Regions from separate parts of the Mus musculus genome. Here all the other regions are linked to region 1. A link is a contact called in public HiCAR-type and HiChIP or PLAC-seq data. All regions are on one chromosome and are shown on one strand. Each heading gives the region's core, a stretch centred on a gene start, on an enhancer-like site or on the middle of the called end of the contact. The rest is flanking DNA. Distances are from core to core; before and after follow the strand shown. Region 1 holds the start of Tmem64 (transmembrane protein 64). Region 2 holds the start of Calb1 (calbindin 1). Region 3 holds the start of Osgin2 (oxidative stress induced growth inhibitor family member 2). Region 4 holds the start of Slc26a7 (solute carrier family 26, member 7).

Region 1 (4,840 bases), core at 1,284-3,783:
TGTGTGTGTGTGTGTGTGTGTGTGTGTTGAACTACAAAGTCAGAGGTCTGAAGGAAGCAGGGAAGAGTGAAAGAGATGGTTACAGAATATACAAATTGTTACATGAATGAAGAAGGGAATTAAGCGGGAAGGAGACTATTAAGAGTGGGTCAGGGGGAGAGGAAGACAATAGGAGAGTGGGGCAATAAGAACAAATTATGTATTAAAACTCCATAATGAACACATGACTTGGGAGGTTAACCTAAAATTCAAAGTCTGTCAGGTATTCTAGGAAGCTAGGTTATCCGGCCTCACCAGACAATAAAAATGGCAACTTCCACAGTGTCTTTAGTTGGGGAAGACAGACAGTGAAGGATAAAATACACAGGGAAATCTCAGGCAGGGCTTGTGCTAGGAGAAAAGTACCACAGCTCTTTGGCAGGCAGACTGGTCCTTCAGATGAGAGTCATCAGGGCTGTCATCTTTGAACAGAGGCCTGCAGAGCTTAATATGAGTAAGGAAAGGGAAACTAGACTTTCTAAGAGACAAGGGAAGACTATTCACCAGAGAGAGGTCAGCAGAGGTAGAGTGTGAACAACCTCAAGTAGGAGACTTGCGAATGCAAGAGAGAGCTAGGAGGCCAGTGTGCTAGTGTGGGAAGGGCAAGGGCAGTGAGGTAGGGATGGCAGCCAGGTGAGGTCATAAACACCTTTGTAGGCCAGGGGAGAGAGTTAATATTTTCCCATAAGGGTTTTAGGCTGATCATGCTGTGTAATGCAGCAAGGCAAGCCTCCTTTCCCATTGTAAAATGTAATCTTCATAATTCTACAAGAAATAAATTCTAGTGGCACAAGAGTGGAAACGTCCAGTTACAGTTTACACTGCAGTGGCCAGAGCACTGTGCCCAGTGGACACAGATGGTTATCTTGGATAGGCATGTGCTGCATAAATATGGGTGAACTGATCCAAGACTGGCCTGTGCAGAGCGCTGGCAGCCCAAGAGCTGGCTCAGAGCTAAGGGCTCCGCATCTGGATTTTAGTCTGCAATGTGAACTGGAAGCGAACACAAGGCTTCTGTACGGTATGGGAGTAAATGACAGAGCAGAAACGGAAATAGGAGTGCCTAGATGATGATGATGATCATCATCATAAAATATTAAGTAATATTTCGGCAGTCTTTCGGATTCTCTTCACAAGGTCCAAGTAGCATATTGATGCCTCAAGGTTTAATTTCTCAGACTTATTCTCATTCACACCAGTCAGAAGTGATGATATCACAGTGCCCTGATAATATAACTCTCACATGTCCGTGGTTTTTCTTCTCACTCATTTATATACTTCCATCAAGAAGTAACTGGGATTCTTACTCTTCACTCTGTGGAACACCAATAATTGACAATGGCAAAGAGAGAAAGGATTTTGGAAGGTTCCTAAAGCATCTAAAAGCTAGTCACAAGTCACTTGGCAGAATATATCGTGGAGACTGACCCAAACACGAGGCCTGGACATAGAAGTCAGCCTACTATGACCGAGTAGAGAATACAGGGAATATTTAGTACACCTACTACTATTCAGTCATCCATAACCATGGTCTTAACGGTTGCCTGTGTATCAATGTCAAAATTTCTAGGAGTGATAATTCATGTCAACGCCATATTCCTATTTTCAAACATCCACTGGAATGCCACTTTTGGGTGGATATCATGGACATCTCAACTCTGATGCATCAACTTCATTTGTACATAGTTGTAATATTTTCCTTAAGTCAATGGCTTTCTTCTATCTACTATCTCAGATAAGAACTCTAGCTAACATCTTTGATTCCTTACCTTGCTCTCCTAGCACTGGGTCAGTCATAAGTCTATACATAGCTCGTGAAAGGGCTGGTAACAGCAACCCTTTTTATAAAGGTCTTTTGAGGAATCTTTTCCACTCTACGCAGCACAGTGCTTGGCATTCAGGAAAGGACTAGGGTCTAGAAGGCACATTCTCTGAAGAGTGGCTCTTCACAACCAATTCCCTGGGCTCCTAAACAACCGAGTTATCTAGAAGCCACTGGGAGACTTTGCTCTCTGGGATGGTACAATTATCCTCCTACGAACAGATAAGAACTCCTCCCCTAAAGTCGCCAGACAGCTTTTGGGGGAGAGCGACACCCCACTGCTGGTTTGCAGGAAAGGTCAATCAGAAGCCAAAGAGAGGCACTTGGCAAGAGTCCCAGCAGCTGCGGCCAAGGGTCTTTGACACGCAGGCACGCGCGCGCCCGTGGAAGCTGAGAGCGCGCAGCCCCGGGTCCCCTTTCCGCTTCCCGTGGCCTCCCTCCGCCTCACTCTTCTGCCCCGGGCAGCCGAGGCCTCCGTTGCCTGAGAGACGCGGGTACCTCGCCACTCATCCGCAGCACCAGCCGGGCGTCACGGGGGCGTGACCGACCACCCAGCTATGTCTCCGCCCCCTCTGCGCGTGCCCCGCCCCTCGGGCCCAAGGGGGCGGGCTCTGCGGGCGCGGGGTCCAGACTCGACCGACTCCCGGCGGGACCGCGTCTCGACCGCCGCTGCCGCCCTTCTCCGGCCGTTCCCTCCCCGCGAGAGGACGCAGGGAGCCGAGGCCTGGCGTGCGGGGTGCCATGGAAGGCCGCAGGCGGGGGGACGCGGCGGGAGTGGAGACACTGGCCGGCTGAGGCCGAGGCATGCGGAACCCCGGTGGGAGCCTGCCCCACACGCTGCCCCGGGCCTTGCAGCACGCCGGTCGGACGGGAGTCGTGGAGCAGCCGGGCCGCTGGGCACCGGAGCGGACAGCGGGAGGGGACCGCTCGGAGGACCGCCTTCCCCGCGGGGGCGGGGCCAGCGCGGCGGCGGCTGCTGCTGCGGCGGCGGCCTCGGGCGCCCTGCTCGGCGCCTATCTGGAGCGCCACGGTCTGCCCGCGGCCTCGGACTTGCCGGCGCCGGCCGGGGCGTTGGCAGGCGGCCCCGGGAGCGGCGGCGGCGTGGTGGTCGGGGTGGCCGAGGTGAGAAACTGGCGCTGCTGCTGCCTCGGCAGCACCTGTTGGTGCCGGAGCCTCGTGCTGGTGTGCGTGCTGGCCGCCCTGTGCTTCGCTTCCCTGGCCCTGGTCCGCCGCTACCTGCAGCACCTCCTGCTCTGGGTGGAGAGCCTCGACTCGCTGCTCGGTGTCCTGCTCTTCGTCGTGGGCTTCATCGTGGTCTCCTTCCCCTGCGGTTGGGGCTACATCGTGCTTAATGTGGCGGCCGGCTACCTGTACGGCTTCGTGCTAGGCATGGGGCTCATGGTGGTGGGCGTCCTCATTGGCACCTTTATCGCTCATGTGGTCTGCAAGCGGCTACTCACCGCCTGGGTGGCTGCCAGGATCCAGAACAGCGACAAGCTGAGCGCCGTTATCCGCGTCGTGGAGGGAGGAAGCGGCCTGAAGGTGGTGGCGCTGGCCCGGCTGACTCCCATACCTTTTGGGCTTCAGAATGCAGTGTTTTCGGTAAGTGGGGTCCCCCTGGCCCCTCCTTCTCGTGCTCTCTCCAAATTTGTCTTTTAGAGGCCTTGTGACCACCCTAGGAGGCGCTCTGTATGACAGAAGAGTCATTGACATTTTTATGGCACCCTGAAAAAAATTACACTACAAATTCATATAACACAGCCCCTTGGAAGACCTGATAAAGAACTATCCCCCCCCCCCCCCCCCGTGCGTGTGTTTGTGTATGAGTTTGATAAAAAAAAAGTACTTTGGTAGCTCTTGAGCCATAAAGCTTTGTGACTTGACTTCCCCAGCTTTCTCTCTGCCCTGCATAAATGCAGCAGGGTTCAGATTCAGGTTTCTGGTTATATTGGAGCATGGATCGCTTTTGTTTTTAACAGTGGAGGAGGAGACAGCAGTAGACCCCAAGTTCTTGGAGTTTCCTAAATTTGTAGTAAGCTTCTTAAAAGTAGTTTGCTGTCTTGGAAAAGCTGAGAATCCTGTTTATCTTTGTTTAGAACTCTATTTGAAGTCACCTGGGTGGTTCATAAAAACAAAATGAGCACCGGCTCTTCTTACACACATTATCTAAAGACTCTTGCACTTATGGTCAGAGGTTTAGTTTATTCTGTGTAGGCTTCTATAGCGAGGATGCACCTGAGTTAAAGGTATAAATCATTGCTGGTGAGGTGGCAACCACTTGATGGGAACTTTATGGCCTTAGGACAAATTATGAAACCTAATCCGACTATGTTTTGTTTTCTAGCCCAGGCTATCCTAGAACTCACTGAGTAGCTCAGGCTGACCCTAGACTGGCAGTGATTCTCCTGCCTCAACCTCCCTTAGTGCTGTATTACAAACATGAATCCCCATGCCCAGCTTTGACTTTCCAGAAAAAAGACTGAATGGGTTTCCCACATTCAGTGATTGCACATTAGAGTTCATACCTGAGATTCCCAGGTATGCACCCGTCAACTGAAAGGAAACTGCATGTATTGAGAGATAGCAGTAAGTTTGGCCTCAGCCTTTCTCAGCTTTTATTGTTTCATGTTGTGAAATATGAACATAAACTTTGATCAGCCTTATAATAGATCAGCTGTACCAAGGCTTGGAAATATGATGGAGGATTAGGAGCATGTATAGTTTTAATTCTGGTGGTGTGATCTGTCTCTGGCACAACCTGCATCTTTTCTTGTCTACATAGTATGTGACAACTGCTATTCTAGGCTCTCTCCAGGTATCTTCCATTCTTCAGCTGGTACACATGACTTCCAATAGTTGTTGCCTACAACAGATGAGAAGACTATGCTGGTAGTCTGCTGTCCTGTCTTAGGCGTCTGCTGACCTTGGCTAAGGTGTCTTGTTCTTTCTGCACCTTAATTTGTTTGCAAAGTGAGGAAA
Region 2 (4,923 bases), core at 1,830-4,329, 620 kb after region 1:
TCTCTACAAACCTTTCAACTTCTGGGAAAGGGGGATGTAAGATCTTTCAGGAAACACTAGTAGGTAACAGCATGAGTCTCTCCCCAAGAAGGCTTGACTAATCTATTAGAAATCCTATGTGTGGACATGTTCATAAGAGAGCATGATGGAATCCTTCATGTGCTTGAACCCATAGTAAAATATCTGAGCATTTTCTTTTCCCCTTGAAGGCTAAGAAAGCATTCATTCAACCTGAAAGGTTCTGGTTCTCCCATATGCATAGTGATTTGAACTGCCATGTCTTAGTCAGGGTGTTTATTCCTGGACAAACATCATGACCAAGAAGCAAGTTGGGGAGGAAAGGGTTTATTTGGCTTACACTTCCAGACTGCTGTTCATCACCAAGGAAGTCAGGACTGGAACTCAAGCAGGTCAGGAAGCAGGAGCTGATGCAGAGGCCATGGAGGGATGTTCCTTACTGGCTTGCCTCCCCTGGCTTGCTTAGCCTGCTCTCTTATAGAACCAAGATTACCAGCCCAGAGATGGTCCCACCCACAAGGGGCCTTTCCCCCTTGATCACTAATTGAGAAAATGCCTTACAGCTGGATCTCATGGAGGCATTTCCCCAACTGAAGCTCCTTTCTCTGTGATAACTCCAGCTGTGTCAAGTTGACACAAAACTAGCCAGTACATGCCAGTAGGGCCTAAGTCTAAATACAGATGCAATAATTCAGTAACATGAAATGGGAAAGAGTTTAATTGTGCTGGAGATTTTTTTTCTCCTCTTATGACACGTGGGATCGTGAACCTGTTCACCTGAATGCTGTGTAATGAGGCCTAAGAGGCAAGTCATAAGAGTGCTTTGCAATGCTTTTGGAAAGTTTAATCTTATGGAACAATCACAGTATTCAAAGGGTGTGTACTTCTTCCAGAATCCTAGAAGGTGAGAGAGGTTCCTGAATATTTGAAAAATAACACCCTCCCAATCTTGGTTAATGAACTGAAAAATTCGGCAGGCAAAAGGCAGAAATAGTTCTTAAGTTACTTCAGAGCTGTAGAACTGAAACACACACTTGTTTAGTGTCCTTAAACTCAATTTAATTTTGAAGTGACACCAAAAATGTCTAAAAAGAGATGTTGATTTTAAATGAGAGTCTAAGACTAATAGTTATTTAAGAGAAAAATGTATTTTATGAAGTTACATTTCTTCTGCTAAAAAAAATTATCCAGGAAAAAATATTACCTTAGAAAATCAAAATGAAAAAAAAAAGAAAATCAAAATGTAAATTGAAGAAATTGAAGACTATAACATTCAAAGATGTTGAGGATGCCATGTTTACAGCTTGTTAATCTGAGTTGATACAAACTAAAAGAACTAATCTAGAAATGTTCTTTAAATTTTAAATTATATATGCTTTTGTACTAACAATAGTACCCCTATGACCAGGAAAAAATGTATATCTAAAATAAATATCTGAAGATATTTGTTGCAGCTGTTTGTCACAGTAGAACACTAAAAAAGATGGAATGTCTACAATTAGGATGGAAAACTATGTTATGTAAACATGGGCTAATGGAGGAAGTGTCTACCGAGGAACAAACTTTTGTATGAGGATGTGACTTGGGTAGGCTGAGATTCAGTTTTCCCTGGAAATTAAGAGGTATATGAACAAAAGTAACTGACGTGTATTGGGTCAAATGCCCCTTTACCTTTGTAAGCCACAGAAGGTAAGGTTAATACGTTTTATTGCACTACTTGCAGGACCTAGCAAAGTACCTGACCCAAAAGCTGTTGATAAGTGTTCACTGAATGGATGAAAATATAAACAACTGGGCATGCACATAATCTTTTTAAGTAAAAACAATATCCTTGTTATCCTCTCAGAGTTTGGCTTGCTTTGTGTATAATATCAGTCTGAGATTTGTGTGAGAATCAGATAAGGTGATGAAAGTCAAAACTTACATCCATGAAAACTTTAGAGTATCATGGCTGCAGGACTTGTCTGGAGAAGACAATTGGTTGCCTCACAATCCCACTATTGGAGGAAACACAAATGTGGTGAATTCCATATTCTATGACACACGTGAAACCTGTGGCGCTTCATGAGCTCGTTTTGAAAGTTTATACCACACTGGTTTGCTTTTGTGTTACTGTAACCAGACACATAGGGTTCATTTTCAGCAGACCATAAGGTCTCAAAAGATGGACAATTAGATAACTTAGAAATACTTACGTAAAAGAAAACCTAAATACAGTATTTGTCATATTAAAATACCAATTGTAACATGTAGCCGGATATTTTTCCCACCTCTAATGATTTCCAGTTTCTGGAAAAAAATCCCTCACCTAGAGATAGAAGCAGCGCAGCTGTAAAATCAGTGAGTGGGGCTGCTACGGAGTCACTGGTTAGCCTGGTGACATTTCTTTCAGTTTCTACTTTGTAAGATGCAAGTAACTAATGGCATCGATAAAATCACTTCCTTCCTAACATCTTAAATTCTTATAAGTTAATTCTACTACATTCCAATAATTCTGCTTCAAGCTCAAAAAGTAACAACAGCAAGAGCAGCAGACTCCTGCATTCTGCTGTCTCTAAGCATAGCTCACATCTTAAACAGCCACGTGATGGTCTCCATTAGCGCAATATGAAGCATTGTTACAATTAACCACAGCAACGTATGCATTAATCAAATTAAACTAACACTTGACATCTGATTTTGTTCAAATACTCAACTGCCTCGATAAATACTAAGTAGACAAAATCTCCACTGACGTGGTTTATCAGTCAGCTTTCCCTTCCATCTGAAAAAAAATCAAACAATTCTAGGTATGTTGCTTTACTCTAACATTCAGGAGTGAAAGCCTCCCTGAACCTGGGGGATGTGAGGAGAAATGAGTCTGAGCAAGGGATCCCCACCACCTGCTGCTTCCTAGACTCCAAAACTCCAGCTCCAGCTATTTCCTGGGAAGAGAGAAATCGGAGGGGAGGGGAAGAAGGTTGGTGAGAGCAAGAGGCGGGAGCTAGGAAAAGGAGGCAGGAGGAGGCGTGGCCCGGCCTGGGGCCGGCGGGATAAATACAGAGAACTGGGTGCGGGGTGCGGAGAACTCCGGAGGACGCCCGAACGGAGCAGCACCGCGGACAGCGCCCCGCCGCGCCGCGCCCAGCTCAGCCTGCGCAGCCCTCTCGCCCGAGGTTCGCGCTCCGCGCACTCTCAAACTAGCCGCTGCACCACGATGGCAGAATCCCACCTGCAGTCATCTCTGATCACAGCCTCACAGTTTTTTGAGATCTGGCTTCATTTCGACGCTGACGGTGATTATTTTCTTTTTTAACCCTTGCAAGACCCGTCCCCATTCCTTCCCTGCTCTTCCCTTCGACTGTGCTTGTTCATCCCAACCATCCTTTTCTGTTCTTTTCCGTCTTCCTTCACCCTGTCTAATCTCGTCTCCCCCTGACTGCCTACCCATCATCCTGGAAGTTTACACTGAGTGTACGCCATCCCCGTGCTGTAAGCGTTCACCTTTCTAGGAACGGTAACGGTAGGACAGAAGCAAAGATTGGGAAACCCTGTCCCCAAAAGTTTCAAACACCATCCCCAGCACCCCTGCTACCCTCCTATGCCCTTTATGCGGTTGAAGTTTTACACCTAGGAAGCTAAGCGCTGCGGCGGCTCATTGCTGATTAATCGGTGCTCAGGCTGTACATAGCCTCCCAGGACGGTTGTCCTGGAAAGAACCGAGAAGAAACTTAGAAAGAGACATCTGACACCTGGGTGTCTCTTTGTCTTTTCAGGAAGTGGTTACCTGGAAGGAAAGGAGCTGCAGAACTTGATCCAGGAGCTTCTGCAGGCGCGAAAGAAGGCTGGATTGGTAGGCTTGAGTTTGAGCAGGACCCTTCAAGCCTAAGACATACCTATTCTTGTGTTTCATAAAAGAGGTTTTGTGGGAGAAAGTAAAGGCTTACCTACTAAGAAAGGCGAGAGAGAACATATTTCCAAATTGCGTCAAGAGAAAAAGTGTGTGTGTGTGTGTGTGTGTGTGTGTGTGTGTGTGTGTGTGTGTGTGTTTGGTGGTGGTGGTAGGGTGTCTAAAGAGAAAATCCCTATCATCTTAAATCAGTCATATATTTCTATAATCCTCCTTTCCTTAATAGGTCTTAAAAGGAAATGTCGATGTGCAAGACCCTTCGTCAGATTCCCCACCTCCACCACTGAGTTGGTTGTGTGATTTCTAACTTCTCTTTTCTAGACGATAAGGAAGGGGTAGAAATACATTCCTGCCCCTTGGTGGTCAGGAACAGATCTGCAGATTCTAGTGCCAATTTCTGCTGCGAAGTCAGAGTAGCTGGGAACGGGGTGGGGGAGGGGTGAAACTACAGCTTGCCTTGACCCTTAATCTTGAGCAAAGATAACCAATTCATAATAAGTGTGAGAATTTAGCAAGAAATGGTTTTTTTTTCATTTTTGTTGGAGAGAATCCCCAAATTAATAAAGCAATAAAACAAAGCACTGTAAGAATTTCATGTATTGTGGAAAGGAGAAGATTCTGAAGAGAAAGTACGAGTGGTGGTTTTTAAATAAGCTATGGTTTTGACATAAGCATTGGTTAAATAAATTATAATTATTGTTTAAGAATTAATTCCTTTGGGCCAAATCTATTTGTTGGGAAAGGATGATGTCAATGGAAAAATAAAAGATACCCAACTAACTTTTAAACATATGAGATGTTTATATAAAGAGTAAATTGAGAATTTTACAGGTCTGATAGCATTTATGTAAGACTGCTTTTCAAAAGAAAGCAAGGTTGGATACGCAGTAGTTAAATGTTAATAGCCTTTGGTCTTTTGGATTATAATTACAAAGAAATTTTTACATAAAGATAATATACATATCATCCCTAGATATTATACAGCATGCCACCATTTCTAGTGCTCGTGTGTGTGT
Region 3 (4,595 bases), core at 389-2,888, 750 kb after region 1:
TAGCAGTAGAGCTGCCAGTAGGCATTTCCCATCTGGACATCAGCCTGGCCAACATTTATGGAGATGCACTCACACATGGATGCTACTTGAGGCTGCTGAATGAATGGGGGAAGACAAGGAAGCAGTACTTCTTATAGCTTGACTCTTAAAAGGTCTCTAATGATACATTTAACTATAATAATGTAGCAAACACGGTTTCTTCTCTCCCAACACTAAACTGTAGCAAACACTTTTCACTCCCTCCCCTAAATTTCTCTGCACAGAGATAAGAGGATGGATGGTATTTACCACATAGCCTCAGAGTAAGAATTCCAAGCTCTCCCCTTACCGCTCAACAGTACCCCAAAGGTGTCAGGAGACTTTCAGAGGGTTATTTTCTAAAAGAAATGTAGCTCCCCAAGAGGCTTCAAATTTTCACTCCAGCCTGCTTTTTACAATACTCAAAGTGGACGATGTGTACATACACAACAATCTGTCTAGAACATAGAATCCAGCAGTCTTTGGCATAAAACTTTTCTAGATCTAGAATTTAAAGTCTCCTTACAAACTCAGGAGGTTGGGCAGACCTAGGTCGTTGCTATTACAGCAGGAGTCTGATTTCTCTGCACCTCACATTCTTTTTTAACCTCTTCTGTGAAGGTTATTAAATACACACGACATTTATCTATATCACATAAAATAAGCTCTGTGATTTGTATTGATGACAGTCACAAATACTGTGACTTGTGGCTCACATTAGTAAAGAAAGCAATGTTAGTATTTTTAGAAATGATATTAATATCCTTTCCACCCAAGTTAATGTTTCACCTAAATTCTATGAGCCTCTATTAAACAAGTCTTTATCAGTTTATTCTGTAACATTCACACATGTAAAGCCAGTTCCCAGAGTCCTTACTAAACGTAACATTTCATCCCATCCAGTTTCTTGTACTTTTGATCTTATTCTGTAATTCCCCGAAGTGTTGGTCAATTGTTCTGAATCTAGAACATACGTTCATTCATCTTTGAAACTATTGTTTTTCTCACCGTAAGAAACTTTCATCATAATTTGAGTATAAAACTGCCACTTCCTAAATTTCTCCATTCTAACATGGCTTTACATCACTCATACCTTAGTAAGTCACGACCCACTGTCACTACATGACACATTCTTCTCCACTTCCCTTCAAGCCAGTAACTTATGTTATTAGATTTTTAAAAGATCAAAAATTCAAAGGAGGCTCTTCACAGATTTTCAAATTTACCATTTACATGTAACCGACTCACCGCCGGCCTAGCCACTCTCGCCGTCCTGTGACCCGCGCGGTCCAGGAACAAGAAGAGGGGACAAGAAAAGAGCGGGGTCCACGGAGCTCCGAGCAGCGCCGGCCCAGCGGGCGGCGGCCGAGGAGCACACGCTGCAGAGCCAGCTCCGACCCATCCCGGGGGGAAAGTCACCTGAAATGACCGGCCAGGGAGCAGCGGCAGCACCACACAGGCATGGAGAGCGGCTGCCGTCCTCCGGGAGGGCCGACCGCGGGCTGGTCCCGGCGCGCGCTCTGCCTGCACCGCGGCTCACAGGCGCGGGAGTCTGTCCCCGGCCAGCGGCTTCCGCTCCTCCCCGCCGGCGGCAGGGCGGCGCAGCGAGTGATGAGCGCCGCGCTGGGGGCGGGACCGGGCGCTGCGACGGCGACGCGCGGCTCCGCCCACCAGGTGCGGCGCGTGGACGAGGCCGCCGATTGGTGGAGTCGCGGCGAGGGGCGGGTCCACGGAGAGGGATGCGCAGGGCCGCGGCGCTGCGGTCCGGGTCCTCACGAGGCCTAGGCTCGGGGCTCGGGGTGCGTTCTCGGTGCCCGCTCTTGGGATTGCGGAGCAGAAGAGGGGAGGCTTCTACCTCAGGCCTGCGGGTCTCAGGGAAGTCCGGCCGCGAGAACCTACCTGAGCTCACGTCCTCGCACTGTCTCGGGTGCATCTGGCCTCGGCCCCCGCATCGCGGCCACCCAAAGACTCCCACAAACCTTAGGTGCTCCGGCCGCTCGCCTGGCGCTCCCCCTGGCCATGTTCAGCCTCCCTTCTTAAAGAGCGCCGCTCCACCATTCCCCGGACTGGGCAAGGCCTCACTCAGCCATGCAGAGACTAGTGGGGAAAGGGGCTGGGCCAGAAAAGATGTTTTGAGTCTCTCCAGGTGTCTTTGAGTCAGCACAGGGAGTGCATCCAACTTGGTATTTATCCAAAGTTAAAAGGTGAGGGTGGACACTGTCAGAGCGATTAATCACCTTAATTAATTAATTAATCTGCTCCGACAACGCCTTCACCCATCTCCGTTATTGGGGGGCGGAGGGGAGCAGTTAAAACACTTGTATGTTTATGTCTTTAAAAGAAATTCTCTTTAAGAATGTTGGTTGGAGTCTGCATTTTTTAAAAGAACTCATCCTGGCAGAACATTGGCCCATGCCTTAATTTCAGCCCTGGGAAAGCAGAGGCAGGTGGATCTCCATGAGTTCAAGTCTAGTTTGATCTACATAGGACAGCCAGGACTTTGTAGAGAGACCCTGTCTCAAAAAGAAAGAACTCAGCGTGCCTCCAGGATTCCATATCTAAAAGGTGTATTCACCGGATTTTAAAAATTGTTTTTCTCCTCTTTGAAAATAATGGCAGTATGAGCTCATTTTACGTTTAATGTGTTAACAGTTGTGAAGGAGAAAGGGAAGAAGAAGCTGCGTCTGCCGAGACATTGACTAGAACTGCATTATAGTGGGAAGCTTGGATTGCTGCAGGTCCATCCAGAGGCTAATTACCTTATCTAGGCTAGATCTAGCACTGCAGAACACTAGCTATTTGTCCAACTCTATGTGTGAACTAACGTCTTGTGACTAGAAGATTAAAAACTTTTTGGAATCTATTGACTAAACAGGCCACTAGCTTCCACCAACCAAAAGCTAAGAATGCAATAAGATAACACCCTGAGACTATAGTAACACTTCCCTCATCTTGCTGTACCTGTCTCTCTGGCGTGCTTTAATAAACTATAACAATGGATTTTACACTTACCTTGATTTCTTGTTCTGTGAAACTTCACAGAACTGCTTCCAGTTGGAACATGGAATTTGGGGTAGTTAAAATTGTTCCTGGCCTATAGCCACTAAAAATGGCTCCAGAATAATGTCTTCTTATTCTGTCTAAGAGGAAAGCTGTGGTTTTTTGCAATGTGATGTATAAGACTATGCTTTTTCTAATATTTATACCACTATCCCTTTATACATCTTTTCCCATTAGGTCTTTGTTTTAATTTGTAGGGAATTTTTTCATTTATATTGTTTTTTCAATGGTTGCAGAACAAAAACACCAGATTTCAAATTTACATTGGTTTGTATTTAATGTATTTTGAACAATTATTTTTGGTCTCTCGTGTACCGGGTGTGAGGGGCAGAAATGAGTACATGAGTGCAGATACATACAGAAACCACAGAGGTTATGGGGCAGAAATGAGTGTGTGAGTGCAGATACATACAGAAACCACAGAGGTTATAGAAGAATCCTGGAACAGAAGTTAGAGGCAGTTGGGAGCTCCCCAGTCTCTGTTCCTGGAACCCAACTCTGGCTTTCTGCAAAGCAATTATGTTCTTAATAGTTGAGCTCTCTCTCCAGCCCCTAATGGTTTGAATGTGTCAGAGCTGTAAGAAAACAAATTCCTAGTGTTTAAGCTTTCTGATCTGTAGTCTGGCAGTACAGCAGCCTGAGCCAAGATAGTGTATTTTCCCATTTTCTACAAACAAGTTTTTTAATCATTCAAAACAAACAGTTGCATTTTATATCATCTGGGCAAACCTAGTAATGATCATGCTATAAAAGCCAATAATTTGGTCATATAATACTCAGAACATTCCAGAGGAGAGTCTAGAAATGGTATTATTTTATAGTTTGAAGGTAGAAACCCTTTCAGATTTTTTAATCATCAAGATCATTGCTCTTTTGGTTCCATAAGCAGCTGTGCCTATCTCTGATGAAGCTAAAATTCTCTTCAGTTTTGGCCCTAGACAGGAAGTACTGTGTGGTCACTTCAATGATCACATACAAAACTGGGGGTGGAAGCTCTATTAAAGACTTCAGGTGAATATGAACTAGCCAGTATCCCCAGAGCTCGTGTCTCTAGCTGCATATGTAGCAGAAGATGGCCTAGTCGGCTGTCATTGGGAAGAGAGGTCCCTTGGTCTTGCAAACTTTATATGCCCCAGTACAGGGGAACGCCAGGGCCAAGAAGTGGGAGTGGGTGGGTAGGGGAGCAGGGCGAGGGGAGGGTATAGGGAACTTTCAGAATAGCATTTGAAATGTAAATGAAGAAAATATCTAATAAAAATTTGAAAAAAAAAGACTTCAGGTGAACAAAACTTCAGGTTTGTTTAAGGGACAGAAATCTAACAAAGAGGCTTCCCTCTTAAGTAAACCTTTTAAAGTTTTTGTTAATAGTACAACAATCCAGTTCAGCTGCAGAGAATTTACAGAAAAAGATCAAAATAACTTCATACATCATATTTTATAAGGGTTAGAATAAGAGAGCAAAAGAAGCCTAATGAGGGGTGAGATTCAGAAAAACTACCAAGCCACACAGTAAGATT
Region 4 (4,311 bases), core at 273-2,772, 640 kb before region 1:
AAAAGCATACTTATAATTGAACAGAAGAAATAATAGTTAAAGCCAGGGAGGTAGTGAGACTGCATGGAAATATAATCACTAGGAGTCTTTGCCAAGAAAGCTGTTCCAAACCTTTAAAGCTGGGAAGTTGAGAAATCAGTTCCTTTTCTGGCTACAGGTAGAACATTACTACCTGAATCAGCCAAAACTCGTGTGGACATACCTTTAAGGAAAGGAGGTACACATACACACACACACACACACACACACACACACACACACACACACACACGAGTGTCATTTTTAAAAATCTGTTCTGGGGATGTTTTACCATGTTATATTTCTCACTGAGACACGAGTTCTGTGGGGACTGCACCTCAGAATTAAACACGCACAGTGCAGTCCACACAAGCTCTGAGGATGCAGGATTCTTCGCTTTGCAAGTAGTGATCTTGGCAATAAGCCTCCTTCATGCACAAAAAGCTTTGTTCTCTGCTATAGCAAGTCCCATGGCTACAGCAGGTAACTGTAACTGTGTGCTGCTAACTGGGCTCATGAGCAATTGTATTCAGGACAGGAAATGTTTTATAGCTTGATTTGATGAAGGTGGGAAATTATGTCAGCACAGTGAAATCATAAAAGCTCATTTCTCACAATCACTGATCCATTACTCTGAACCAATATGAAATTTAACATTGCAAAATATGTAATTCCATTCAAGGGTTACTGCTTAATTGCTTAACTCCTAGCCAGGGGTAGAAAAAAGCCAAGTAATTTTAAAAGCAATTAGGAAAATCACACACAGAAACATCTACTCTGCTTATTTTCCTAAAATTAGTAACCATTTTATTAAGTCTGCTTCACTAGCTACACTGTCACCCCTCAAACATAATCCCCATCCAAGAAGCAAAGTGACATCCACTCTGCAGAAGACTGTAAACCCAAATGCACACTTACCTTGTGCCACCTGTTGAACTGCCAACATTATCCCAGACACAGTGTCTGGAAGCAGGTTTTCCTTCAGATTGTACTGCGGTGCCCATTCCAAGATAGGTAGGCGCCTCTTACACCACTGCTTAATGTCTTCTCGGTGGGGGGTGTGCATCTTGCCCCACAGCACGCTTCTCTTTTTCCTCTTTGCTCCCGTCATTTTTTCAGATTTTCAGATTCCCTCCTGTAGTAGTCAACTTCTTCAAGCAAGGGAGAGAGAAAAAAAAAAAATCGTTGGAGAACACCTCCTTTCGATGCCAGGCTCCAAATCGTCTGTGGTTTACAATGTCAAAGCTATCCAGAAAATAAATGTGAGAGAGAGAGAGAGAGAGAGAGAGAGAGAGAGAGAGAGAGAGAGAGAGAGAGAGAGAGAGAGAGAAACAGAAACACGAATGGATGCAACTGAGCTGTATGCCTTACTGTGGTTCAGCTAATTATTCTAGATAAAAATTATAGACTCAAACCTTAAATTCTTATCTGAATAAGGAATGGTTTCTGTTCATGTAATACTTTTCTGAACTTGGAAAAGTAATAGGTTCGGTGGTGAGATAGTTACAGCTCCCTTGCCAGTAATTCCCTTTATATTCACTGTCGTCTTATGTTTTTGGCTGCATTCCCAATGGTTAATGAGGTAGTTCTGGGCGTGTGGTGGAAGTGGGCTGGGCTATGCTAATGAAACCAGGAAGGATCCAGCCAGCCCAGCGTCTCCTACAAGCAGAAGCGAAGTCCCGACTGCCAGAGGATTTTCTGTAAAGAATATGCTACAGCCACACTTCTTTGTGAGGTATATATTTCCAACATCACTAAAAATTGCCAATTCCATAAAAGTCGGAAACATGATAGGGGACTACATGAGTCCTTGTCATTCTATTCTCTGGAATATGAAGTTTTCATTCATAGAAAAAACATTCAGATAACCACTGTGCCATCTGAGAAAGGACTAGCTAGTTCTTATAAACAAACTGAAATTTCATCTCCTGGGCTAAGGATTTAAGTATCACAATGAGCAAATATTTGTGGCTAGAGTTTATTTTTCTTCCTGTCTCTGCTCATTCACTTTTTACTGATTGTTTCTCTATGTTTTTAATTAACACACTTATGTCATTGTAAATAAAATTTATTGAGAAATTCAGTATCATTAAAACTATTGTTTGAAGCGGCACGGGTGTGTGCACGTGCGTGCACATGTGTGTGTATGTGTGTAATAGTATTTTTGTTGATATAACTTTTAGTAGAGCATTCTTTTAAAAGCTAGTGTTACATTTATAACAGAATAGACTGTCAAAGATTTTATTATAGTATTATTTCCCACAGCCTCCAGAAGAATAAGTCTGTATTATGGTCTGAACCATTGGAATTAACCCCAAAAACCAATATTCTAACTAAAACCGTGAAGCCAGAAGAAAGAAAAGCAAGCATGTAGTTATTTACAGTGCTTTCTAATGTCCGTTTGTCCAGAGACTAGACATCAGATGCTGGAAGCTATTACAACAGTAAGAACTTAGACCCTTTATTCTCCACAGGATTCCTGCTGTGTTTTTCCCATTAATTACATTAAGAGAAAGAGCTACTTTCTCAACTTCAAAAATATGTCCCTTGCTTGTAACATATGTAATACTTGGCAATACTTTTTTTTCAAACTCCATGAATCCTAAATAGATCTAGAGATATACATTTATATGAATGTGTGAGATTTTTTTTCTGTATTTCTCTGTTATTTTCATGACATGACATTTCTAACACTTCAATATATTTCTAACTCAGGGTCAAGCTAAAGGTTAGTAGAGGAGTCTTATGGCTGAGATGAAATTCAGTGGAATAGCTACTGCCTACCATGCATGAAGCCCTTGGTTCACTCCCTAGCAAACAAAGAGGGAGAAGGAGAGGGGAAGAATCTATTTCAGAGAGGAAGCTGCAAATGGTAGCATTTTAAACTTATTGTGTGATCTAAAAATAGCCTGAGGAGATAATTGCAAATGCACACAGTAAGAAACTGTAGGCTGGCTTTCCTTCCTGTGTGGCAGTCTCTCCCTTTAGTGCATGTGTGCACAAAAGTCAAAAATTATGTACATACTCATTGTGTGTTAGTTTCCTAAGATAAACATGAAATTTAAAAGAATTCAAACCTAGGCTGAAGAGAGAGAGAGAGAGAAACTGAATGGCTCACCAGACAGTTCCTAAGAGAATAAATGTTTCCTAAAAATCCTAACGTTTAAATCTGGAGCTCAACTTCCATATCTTTCCAAGCCAACACTATTTAAAGCCTGTCTAAACCTCGCTCCACAGCACAGTATCAGTCTTATTTGTAATCAGTAATGCCAAACAAAGAGAGCTTTATGAGGAATTTCTTCACACACATGAAATTCTCAAAATGACTAGGCCAGTGCATAAAATTCAGGAGTAATAACATTTATTTGAAAGTTTCAGTGACTGAAGGTACTTTGATGTTCAATACTATATACCACCCATATGGGCCATCTCTTCCCTGAATGTCCAGCGAGCACCTACAGACATCACAAGATTTTCTGAATGTCTTCTCCTTCAGATATGGACCAACAGGACAGCTCTTCTTCCTAAAACATCATTTGAATGACATCATTAACATGTGTAAATTTCTGTAACCTCCGTTAAATTCCAACCTATTAACAAAAACAATGGAATTCTCCTGTCCTGCCTGCTGCTCCCAACTAGCTCATCATGAACTCTCCCCCAACAAGTGCGCATTAATCGGTCACTGCGAAGGAGGAAAGGAAGGAGAGTGTAGGTATTACATATGCTTTAGGAGATACTTAATGAAGGAAATGGAAAAAGGTATAACTAACATTCTATCGGGGGGGGGGGGAAGGTAAATTAATAATGAAGTCACACAGAAAGAGTTGGATGCTAAGGAACAGGGGAATTTCATTAACATTGAGGGCAAATTCATCCCATCCTGCCCAGACACTTGTGTTCCAGCAAGAAAGAGTTAATGACCTGCCATGTACTGACATCACATCTTTTACTGCCAGCATTGAGATTCATCCACATATGGACGAGCTTTTATGAAAATCTACATCTTCCATGAACACTTCCCTGGCTCCACAGCATTCTGTTCCTGTTACAGGGTTAGTATTCAAGTAGCCTTCACAGATAGAGAGCTGAAGTCATTTTCATGATTTTTTTTCCCTCCTGGCTTTACATCTTCATCTTACAATTTTCTTCTGACTCACTCATAGTGTAAATTCTTTATAAATAGGGCTTATTCATATCATTTTCTTTTTTCCTTATGATCAACTGGAAGAAACTACAGACATATCACCCACTAGATAGTGATGAATACAATAGCCCTCCTACAATGGCTCA

Evidence for each region. HiCAR-type assays count read pairs that join an accessible place to other places. HiChIP or PLAC-seq counts read pairs in DNA pulled down with a chosen protein or histone mark.
Region 2: a contact with region 1 is called in a HiCAR-type map of astrocytes, with 2.9 times the contacts expected there. The contact joins the promoter of Calb1 here to the promoter of Tmem64 in region 1. A contact is called at or near these places in 3 of 39 promoter capture datasets (cranial neural crest, hippocampal neurons and liver), 1 of 484 Hi-C or Micro-C datasets (cerebral cortex) and 1 of 115 datasets of contacts at active chromatin or transcription factors (astrocytes).
Region 3: a contact with region 1 is called in an H3K27ac HiChIP or PLAC-seq map of thymic regulatory T cells, with 8 times the contacts expected there. The contact joins the promoter of Osgin2 here to the promoter of Tmem64 in region 1. A contact is called at or near these places in 2 of 39 promoter capture datasets (the C10 cell line and pre-B cells), 12 of 484 Hi-C or Micro-C datasets (CD4 T cells, CD8 T cells, LSK cells and 9 more) and 6 of 115 datasets of contacts at active chromatin or transcription factors (effector CD8 T cells, embryonic forebrain, extraembryonic endoderm stem cells and 3 more).
Region 4: a contact with region 1 is called in a HiCAR-type map of astrocytes, with 2.0 times the contacts expected there. The contact joins the promoter of Slc26a7 here to the promoter of Tmem64 in region 1. A contact is called at or near these places in 2 of 39 promoter capture datasets (maxillary cranial neural crest and second pharyngeal arch cranial neural crest) and 1 of 115 datasets of contacts at active chromatin or transcription factors (astrocytes).

What each region holds. Positions count from the first base shown.
Region 1 is chr4:15,263,287-15,268,126 of GRCm38.p6, forward strand. Tmem64 (transmembrane protein 64) reads left to right here and starts at 2,534. Exons shown (of 3, transcript NM_181401.3): 1 at 2,534-3,463. The coding sequence starts at 2,666. Gm51436 (a long non-coding RNA gene) reads left to right here and starts at 3,471. Exons shown (of 2, transcript XR_003955370.1): 1 at 3,471-4,840.
Region 2 is chr4:15,878,185-15,883,107 of GRCm38.p6, forward strand. Calb1 (calbindin 1) reads left to right here and starts at 3,080. Exons shown (of 11, transcript NM_009788.4): 1 at 3,080-3,293; 2 at 3,774-3,850. The coding sequence starts at 3,215.
Region 3 is chr4:16,012,250-16,016,844 of GRCm38.p6, forward strand. It overlaps Osgin2 (oxidative stress induced growth inhibitor family member 2), which reads right to left and starts at 1,639. Exons shown (of 6, transcript NM_145950.5): 1 at 1,438-1,639. The coding sequence starts at 1,481.
Region 4 is chr4:14,620,256-14,624,566 of GRCm38.p6, forward strand. It overlaps Slc26a7 (solute carrier family 26, member 7), which reads right to left and starts at 1,523. Exons shown (of 19, transcript NM_145947.2): 1 at 1,434-1,523; 2 at 937-1,169. The coding sequence starts at 1,129. It also overlaps a transcript of Lrrc69 not described here.